Linked DNA regions of Mus musculus: all the other regions are linked to region 3. Evidence: chromatin contacts called from public promoter capture Hi-C data. All regions are on one chromosome and are shown on one strand. The core of a region is the stretch at or near the end of the contact, and the rest is flanking DNA. Distances in the headings are between cores, read along the strand shown.

The links. Promoter capture Hi-C pulls out the DNA fragments that hold promoters and counts their contacts. Capture Hi-C pulls out chosen DNA fragments and counts their contacts.
Region 1: a contact with region 3 is called in a promoter capture Hi-C map of liver. The contact joins two enhancer-like sites. A contact is called at or near these places in 1 of 484 Hi-C or Micro-C datasets (nephron progenitors) and 3 of 9 other capture datasets (adipose tissue, embryonic stem cells and liver).
Region 2: a contact with region 3 is called in a promoter capture Hi-C map of liver, with 2.4 times the contacts expected there. The contact joins the promoter of Mcu here to the enhancer-like site in region 3. A contact is called at or near these places in 5 of 39 promoter capture datasets (the 3T3-L1 cell line, 3T3-L1-derived adipocytes, hippocampal neurons and 2 more), 5 of 115 datasets of contacts at active chromatin or transcription factors (bone marrow-derived macrophages, double positive thymocytes, embryonic stem cells and 2 more) and 3 of 9 other capture datasets (adipose tissue, liver and pancreatic islet).

What each region holds. Positions count from the first base shown.
Region 1 is chr10:59,536,317-59,539,083 of GRCm38.p6, forward strand. All of the region lies in intron 1 of Mcu (mitochondrial calcium uniporter), which reads right to left. Among named protein-coding and RNA genes, the nearest start is that of Gm40671, 38 kb to the right of the region's middle. Within about 2 kb of position 1,440, at least 75 of the 459 cell types and tissues checked have an H3K27ac peak or open chromatin away from gene starts, as enhancers often do. A contact at or near this core is called in liver, where this site is marked.
Region 2 is chr10:59,615,259-59,617,958 of GRCm38.p6, forward strand. It overlaps Mcu (mitochondrial calcium uniporter), which reads right to left and starts at 1,434. Exons shown (of 8, transcript NM_001033259.4): 1 at 1,266-1,434. The coding sequence starts at 1,412.
Region 3 is chr10:59,767,326-59,770,025 of GRCm38.p6, forward strand. It overlaps Micu1 (mitochondrial calcium uptake 1), which reads left to right. Exons shown (of 12, transcript NM_144822.3): 6 at 813-927. Among named protein-coding and RNA genes, the nearest start is that of Gm17059, 32 kb to the right of the region's middle. Within about 2 kb of position 1,261, at least 8 of the 459 cell types and tissues checked have an H3K27ac peak or open chromatin away from gene starts, as enhancers often do. A contact at or near this core is called in liver, where this site is marked.

The sequences.
Region 1 (2,767 bases), core at 190-2,689, 230 kb before region 3:
CCGTTGCTGGTTTGTATGCACACCAGGCTCCTGCCTATGTCCTTCTGCCATAGCCTTGTCCTTTCAAGACCATGCTGGACAGCAGCTGCTGACTTATTTAGCCAACTAGAGGTATACACTCGAATTCAACTGCTGTTTGTTTAGGGCGGACCTGGATACTTACTGAATGAATAAGCAGGGTTTGTTCTTGCTTCCTGACAATTATAATCACTAGCCTCAAGGAGAAGGGATGATCAACCCAAGTGCCTATTATGTACAAAGTATCACTGATGAACCATCAAGTAAATAGAAGATTAAAACACAAGTTCAAAGTATTGGGGAGAGTTGGCCCAGTAGTCAAGAGCACTTATTCTTGCAAAGGACCCAGGTTCAATTCCCAGTACCCACATGGAAGCAAAACACCTCCTTTAGCATTGGGCATGGATGTGGTATAAAATACTCAAATAATAATAATAATAATAATAATAATAAAAACATCTTTTAAAACCACAAGGTCAGTGATTGCTAAGTGGCCATGATCTATTGAGCAAGTCAGGATACATGTATAAAAAGATATACCTTGAATTGTAACAATACTGAAGTGTGTGTGTGGGGGGGGTCAGTTCAGTCAAATTTATACAACCAAGAGAAATGAAATTTTCAGTAAGGAAAGATTACTGTGGGCTGGAGAGGCTAAAGAAGGCTTTTTTTCTGGGGCTGGAGAGATGGCTCAGCAGTTAAGAACACTGACTGTTCTTCCAGAGGTCCTGAGTTCAATTCTCAGCACCCACATGGTGGCTCACAACCATCTGTAATGGGATGCAATGCCCTCTTCTGGTGTGTCTGGAGACAGCTACAGTGTACTCATACACATAAGATAAATAAATAAATCTTAAAAAAAAGAAAAAAAAAAGAATAGATGGCCTTTCCCCATCGCACCCCAGCCAGGCCCAAAACAGGCACACATTCTGTGCCACAAGGTGCAAACTCAGCATAATTGTCTTTCAATTTATATTTTCTTCAACTTGATATAAAGGTCGTTTATAGTGTTAAACTTGGGAAAAGTTTATTGAATGCTTAAGAATACGTCCCTTGAACAATCCCTCCCTTCCTACATACGCATGTCCTTGCGTTTGGCCATGTGAGGTCCAGTCCATGGTGACTTCTAAAAGAAGGTAGGGAAACCTGAGCTTACTGGTGTGGACGAAAGCAGGTAGCAAGGAGACAACTAACGCTGCAGACGTCTCTGCCCACGCATCATGTCTTCAGGAAGGCTGCACTTAGTCGGAAAGCTGGGGACACTGTATGTGCGTGCTTCTGCATAATTTAATCCCAACCCTCCTGTGACCTGTAACTATCATCCTTACCCTTTCTATAAACACTGACACCCAGGGCGGGCACAGGGCAGAGAGCAGCCCGTGACTGAAATCAGACACATCTGATTCTAAGCACAGCTCTTCCCACGATGTGACTCATTGGGAGGAGAGTAAACAATGGCTGGCTACTCCCTAACATTCCAGTGCAGTCCACAGCAGCCCAGCTATTGAACCAACCCTGCCAAAACCCCACAGCCAGCCGGGACTACAAACTGGTGTTGCCTCTGACTCTGCAATTCATACCTACTGAAATGATCTCTCAACAGATCAGTCTACTAAAGTGTCTTTATTTTATTTTATTTTATTTTATTTTATTTTTTAAGACAGGGTCTCACTATGTAGCTCTGGCTCTCTGGAACTCACTACGTAGGCCAGACTGGCCTCGAACTCAGAGAGCTGCCTGCCTCTGTCTTCTGAGGGCTGGGATTTAAGGTATGTGCTACCACACTGGCGATCTGTCATCTTGTGTGTTCACTGTAGTAAACTGCCTTCCTTGAGTCTTGTAACTCTCCTCTCAAACTGGAGAGAAGCGGCTTGGAGTGGAGGAAGTGGCTATTTTCTTCAGGATCCCTAAATTGCTCGACATGTCCCTGGAATACACAGTCAGTAAACAACTATTAATTAAGAGTTGCTGAGCAACGCTCCTTTGATTTCTATAAAAACCTCCTTTGTCTCAGGGATCCCTTCATTCATTTCCATGATTACACCGACAACTGACACTAGATTAAAATAAATGGCTACACATGCATTATAGTGCTTTTCTTGCAAATTAAAATAAGATGAAAACCCGCAGCCTTGTGAGGTCTTACAGAAGCCTGGCCCGGGGACACTCGGAGATAAATGGAGCTTCATTTCCACTTGGAGAATTTACATAGACACTCAAAGTGAGAAAGAAAACGCAATTCTTGACTACATACCAACACATAAAAGCAGCTCATCTCAACCCCAGATAAATAGCTACTGAGCAAGCGTGCCTCCCTAGAGTACCTCTGGCTCTTTCATATTCAGTTTCCTCTAAGCTGCCACTAAATGTGACGGTCACAGAATGTTTTTAGACACTGGGGTTTCTATTATGACCATTTAAAATAAAAACAAAAACAAAACTCTGGTGTGTTTTTAAAATGTCACCCTCAGTCTCTGCATACCACCTGCAACTTTACGGGACCCCAGTGGGAGGGGTGGCTGGGGAGGAATCAGGATGGTGTGTGAAGGCAGAGATGACAAGTGTGGTAAGCTCAACCACTAACCTTGCCGCAGAAGCACCAAGGTTATGAGGAAAGCCCTGACTGGCAGCAGCGCAGGCAGGGTTGTCTGGAGAGGCGGCCACCACCAGGCGTTCCGCTCACTGTGTGAGGGAGCTGAGGAGATTCTCCTGCTGGATCACGCAAGGGCAGCTGCATGCCTAGCAGCTA
Region 2 (2,700 bases), core at 184-2,683, 150 kb before region 3:
ATGTCAGTATGCCAAATATGAAAAAGTACAATCTTCTCACAAGAAGGAAGCTCAGGTCCATCACTACCACTAATAATAGCAATACTATCTTGTATTCTCAGCGCCTCGGTTCTTTTCATAGTGCGTTCCCACAATTTTATGCTACCACAGGTCTAGGGCTATCCTCTCTGCAAAGCTCTAGTCCTTTCCTCTTAGGAGACAGGGAAACAGAACAAGACAGATCATGATGCACGGGCTGAAGGCAGCACCTTCTCTATTGGGCCAGCTGCAGTGAGCCTTCTCATCACACTACACAAGTTCACCTTATGAAATTAAACCTACACTTGTTCTCTCAAGAGTTGGCCAGAGACCAACACATATGGGCCTCGAAAGTCCAAAGGAAGGGAACCTGCTGACCTGTTAGGTCAAGAACTCCATGCCAAGCTCAGGTACCATACCGCCAACACTACACATACACACGCCCCTGGGCTACTGACAGAATTCCTTCTTTGCCAAGCAATGAAACCCGGCAAGAACTGATTAATGGAATCACTAAATCTCTCCCTCTGTGAACAACTTGCCATGCCGCCTCTCTTGTGCCTGCTGCCCTTCCTTTGGGCACGCGTGCACAACCCTCGGAAGGGACCACCGGGATCTTTAAGAACCCGAGGGGATGGTGTTTGCCTCCTGAAGCAATGCAGCATCCACCTCGAGGAAGCAGAACACGCACAGGCAGGGGACCTGATCAGAGAAGGATAAAGTTTGATTTTCCTCCCTGCGTGTTCCTAGGGGGCCGGGAGAGGGCGAGGCAGCAGCCTCCTGGGGTCCCGGGGTGCTCTCCGGGGACAGTTCCCAGCAGCATGGCACTGCCACTCTCCTGACACACCGGCAACCGCGGCAACTCCGGACGCTCCAACCCGCCCAGAGGAGGTGAGAAGGGGACAACTTGCACCGGGCTCAGTTCGGGAGCATTGGAGCAAAGCTGTCAGAAACGACGGAAGGAGGGACCGAGCCCGGAGGCGGGTCAGGGAGAGGTTCAAGTCCCGTGCCTTCCCCGCCCTGGCGTCCCCAGTCCTGCGGGAACATCCCTGCTGTCGCCCCTCCTCCTCCTCTCCTGCCTCCCGCCCGCCCTGCCTTCTCCGCCGCCGCCGCAGGCGCTGAAGGACACGGCGGCTCGGTGGCCCGCCACCCCGGGGCGGCCGCGAGTTGAGGGAAGTCGCCGGGCGCCCCGGCCTGCCCGCGGCTCCCCACGCCGCCCCGCCCTCCCCGGAGCCGCGCTCGCTCACCGTCCGGTGCTGCTGGTGCGGCCGGTGGCGGCTGACGCCCAGCCCGGGAAAGCAGCCGGCAGTCAGCGCTCCGCAGCCGCCGGCGCCCCCGCCGCCGCCCCGGGAGCAGAGCAGCAGCAGGAGCGATCTACCTGCGGCGGCCGCCATCTCTCAACTGGAAACGGCGCTGGCCCAGGCAGCGCAGCGGACGGCAGGGGCGTGGCCAAGACCCGCCACTCAGCCTCACTAGGCCAATTGCAGTCCTGAGTCAAGCCTCTGAGGCGGGGCTTCCTGCAAAGTCCAATCAAAAGGCGGGAGAATCCCGGCTTCGGGCTGTCTGTCACTTCCAGAGTTACCTTACGGGCAAATTCTAGGGGACCGGTCTCTGGCGTTCGAGCCTCTGGGAATGGAGCAGTAAGGGATTGCCCGTTCGATTTGGCTAATCTTTACCAAGTGACTTGATAAGAGAGCTAGGGGAAATAGATACCTGTGCAGAGCTTGTTCCGAGTTGAGTTCTGAGTGTTCTAAGTTGTCTGCCTAAGCACCCAACTGGTCATTTTAAGGAGGTTGGCTACAACTCTCGACCGCATGTCTAAAGTTAGCATCCATAACAGATAGCATTTGGATGTGCCGAGACTAACCCTGAATTGTAAAGTTATCCAATGGCAGTGCTGTGTAGCATGGTATTAGGTAGAATGGTTGTAGCTTCAAACTCCCAGGATGAGTACCTGCCATTGGGCTGAATGAACAGAACGCTACACAATTGAAACATCTGATTCTTTTCCCCAGCACCCTTAGATCCGCATTCCTCTCTAAAAGCAACACTGTTCGTTACCATGTTTGACCTTGGTCTCCCTTTTAAAATAAACTACAAAAACAGAAGACGCCAGCAATGTAATAAAGCCATGTAAAGATGAACCAAGTTTCATAATTTTGCTAAGATAGCAAGTAGAACACAGTTGAGAATAACTTTTTTTTGCGGGGGGGTCGGGGATACGGGGGACTGTCATTATGTTGCCCAGCCTGACCGGCAATGCTCTATGTAGCCCAGGATGACCTCAAACTCACCTCCAACCTCACCATCCCCAGTGCTGGGGGTTATAGGTATGGACCATCACACCCAGCGTAGAATTACCCTTTTTGTTGTTGTTGTTGTTTTGTTGTAGTACTTCGGATTTTTGTTGAGATTAAGTCATACTACATCCTGAGGCTAGCCTTGAACTTATGATCGTCCTGCCTCAGCCTCCTGAGTGCTATGATCACAAGCATGAACCATCATGCCTGGCTTGGACTGACCTCACTCAACTTTCTCTTGAAAACACGACTTGCCACAGGACAAGGTTTCTCAACCGATGGGTCGCGACCCTTTGCGTCAAAAGTTTTTTTCACAAGAGTTTCCCAAGGCTATCCTAAAACACAGGTATTTACATTATGATTCAAAGCAGTGGTAAAATTA
Region 3 (2,700 bases), core at 11-2,510:
AGCCCTCTGGTGGATCCTTTGCAGTTTTTGAAAGTACCTTCAATGAGGAATTCAGAGACCAGGAAACAGTGCGTCCAGCAGGCTGTTACTGGAACTAAGAACTGGCCTGCGTGACTCTTGAGTAAAGGAAGGGAGTGTACACTGGGAGCAAGAGCTGAGTCTGGAAGCGGCTTATTTCCATCAAACAGCTGAAACTCAGTAGCATCCGCTAACATAATGATAATGCAAAAGTCCGTTTCCGGATTACACTTCAGAATATTCTTTATCCTAAATACTCTTCTGTGTTCTAGATTAAGATTAAGACTCCAAAAGGAAAGTTTAAAATTAGTATTTCAGAAGCGTATATATGGCCTTGAGAACAGCTGCCTTCCCTCTGCTTCAAGATCACCAACAGTATGATTTTTTAATTTGATTGATTGATTGGCCAGTTGGAACCAGTTTTAGCTTTCTCTTTTCTTTGGTTGTTTTTTTTTTTTTTTTCCTTTATACCACCAAATAATAGTCTTAAGAGTGATGCCAGGTGTTCTAAAAGTGACACAGTTCTGAAGTTAGGCCATGTGTTCGATGGCAGGAAAAAACTGAAAACATCTTCAAATTTCAATGAACCCGGTGTTTACGTGAAGAACAAATGACCTCTTGTCTTGGAATCTTCATTAGCTTAAAAACTGTAAAGGATCCATGGATTTTGAATGGCCGTCCTAGAAGTGCTTAGGGGACGAGGGAACTGGGATAAATGTCGTCCGTTCTCCCTGCCTGTGTTCTGATTCAGTCGTATCTTTTCTGTTTCTTGCTGGGACCTGTGCCCCTGCTAGAAAATTGCCCAGGAACGAGAAAAATTTGCTGATGAAGGCAGCATCTTCTACAGCCTTGGAGAGTGTGGGCTCATCTCCTTCTCTGACTACATCTTCCTCACAACAGTCCTCTCCAGTGAGTATCATCTTCCCATCCTGTCTGTCTGTAAGGAGCACCAAGAAATGCAGAAACGGCTCAGCTGATTAGCTGGAAAACAGCCCCTAGCTTACAGTTAGCGGACTGTAAATCCTACAAGATTCCATTTGTTTTGTTTTGTTTTGTTTGTTTTTCTTCTGTAATTTGGGTGTAAACTCTCTTGAAAGGAAAAGAAAACCTAAGGTGTCAAGGTAGAATTTTTAAAGCTGACAGCCTGCTGATTTGCCCCTGCTGTCACTGGGCTCTGTGTTCGGTGAGGACCAGATGCACACGGTGACTGTCACAACTGTCACGGCGTGGTGCCGCTCTGCACATTCCATTTCCACGTGGCGTTTCCTCCCCTAAGGAAACCTGGCTCCGTTGTCCTGCCCATGTTGAGTGGTCACTTATTAATCTTGGAATGGTATTTCTAGAGACTCAAAGCTCAGTTTTCACTTATGGAGAACACAGGTAAGTTTTTAAATGTTAAACTATCTAGGATATGCAACTCTGGCTCTTTCTCTTAGTGTGAATTGTAATCATCAGAAAAACCAAACAAAATGTTCATAGCTCTCTGTGTAGTCTGTTAAAATGTAACTCAGGCCAGAGTTGTAGGCAACTGTAGGGCAGAGGTGGAGGATTGGCCTAGCACGGCACAGTCCTAGGTTCAGCCCCAACACTGCAAAAGAAAATACCCATAGTGGACCGGAGTTCCGACACAATGTTAACAAAGGGATTCCGAGTGCTCTTCCAGCTAGGAGAGAGACGGCCATCTCTCCCTCACCTCATCTCCTCACCTTATCTCCTCTCCTGCCACACAGCTGAGTTTCTTTAAAAGATAAAACCCTGAATCATGTGGTGGCTTTGAGACTGGGTCTCTTTATATAGCCTAGGCTGCCCTCAAACTTGGAATGCCCCTGTCTCAACCTGAAAGTATCCGCCATTCTACACCACTGTGCCCAGCGTATGGGTTTTAACAGACGGAAGACAATTCCTGCCGTGACCAACTACTTCAGCCTTACTCCTTCAGTGTAACTGCTAACAAGGGAGAGAAGACTTCTGCCTTGTCACAGGACCCTGTGGGTGCCACTGCAGGAAGAATGTATGTGGCAGCCCAGTGCTACAATGAAAATGCCCATTAACATAGTGACGACAACCCCAAAATAAGCATACCTTGGCATTGGTTTCTTTTCTTTTTCTTTCTTTCTTTCTTTTTTTTTTTTTCCTTCTTTTGAGACAGGGTTTCTCTGTGTGTCCTTGGCTATCATGGCACTCACTCTATAGACCAGGCTGGCCTCCAAGTCACAGAGATCTTCCTGCCTCTGCCTCCCTAGTACTGGGACTAAAGGAGTGTGCCTTGTCACACCCAGCCCACACCTTGACTCATTTTTAAAGAATACAAATCATTTTCTGGGTATGTCTATATACCTGAATATATGTGTGTGTGCCACTCATTGTGGCTGCTGAGAGCTCAACCCTGAACCTCTATAAAAGCAAATGCCCTAACCTCTGGGCTGTCTTTCCAGCCCCTCGTTGAGCTCACACGCACACACACATACACGCACACACACACACACACACACACACACACACACACACCCCACCCCACCCCCTACCCCCGCACACACCCATTTGGAAGTTTTCTCCTGCTCAGATTCCTTGTGATGCTCTTCAGATGAACTGGTGATGTAGACGTTTCCCACACTTCAGCCTGGAGCATGCCCTGTTGTTGCCTTCGTTTTACAGGTGAAGAGACTCGGTATACAAAATGTT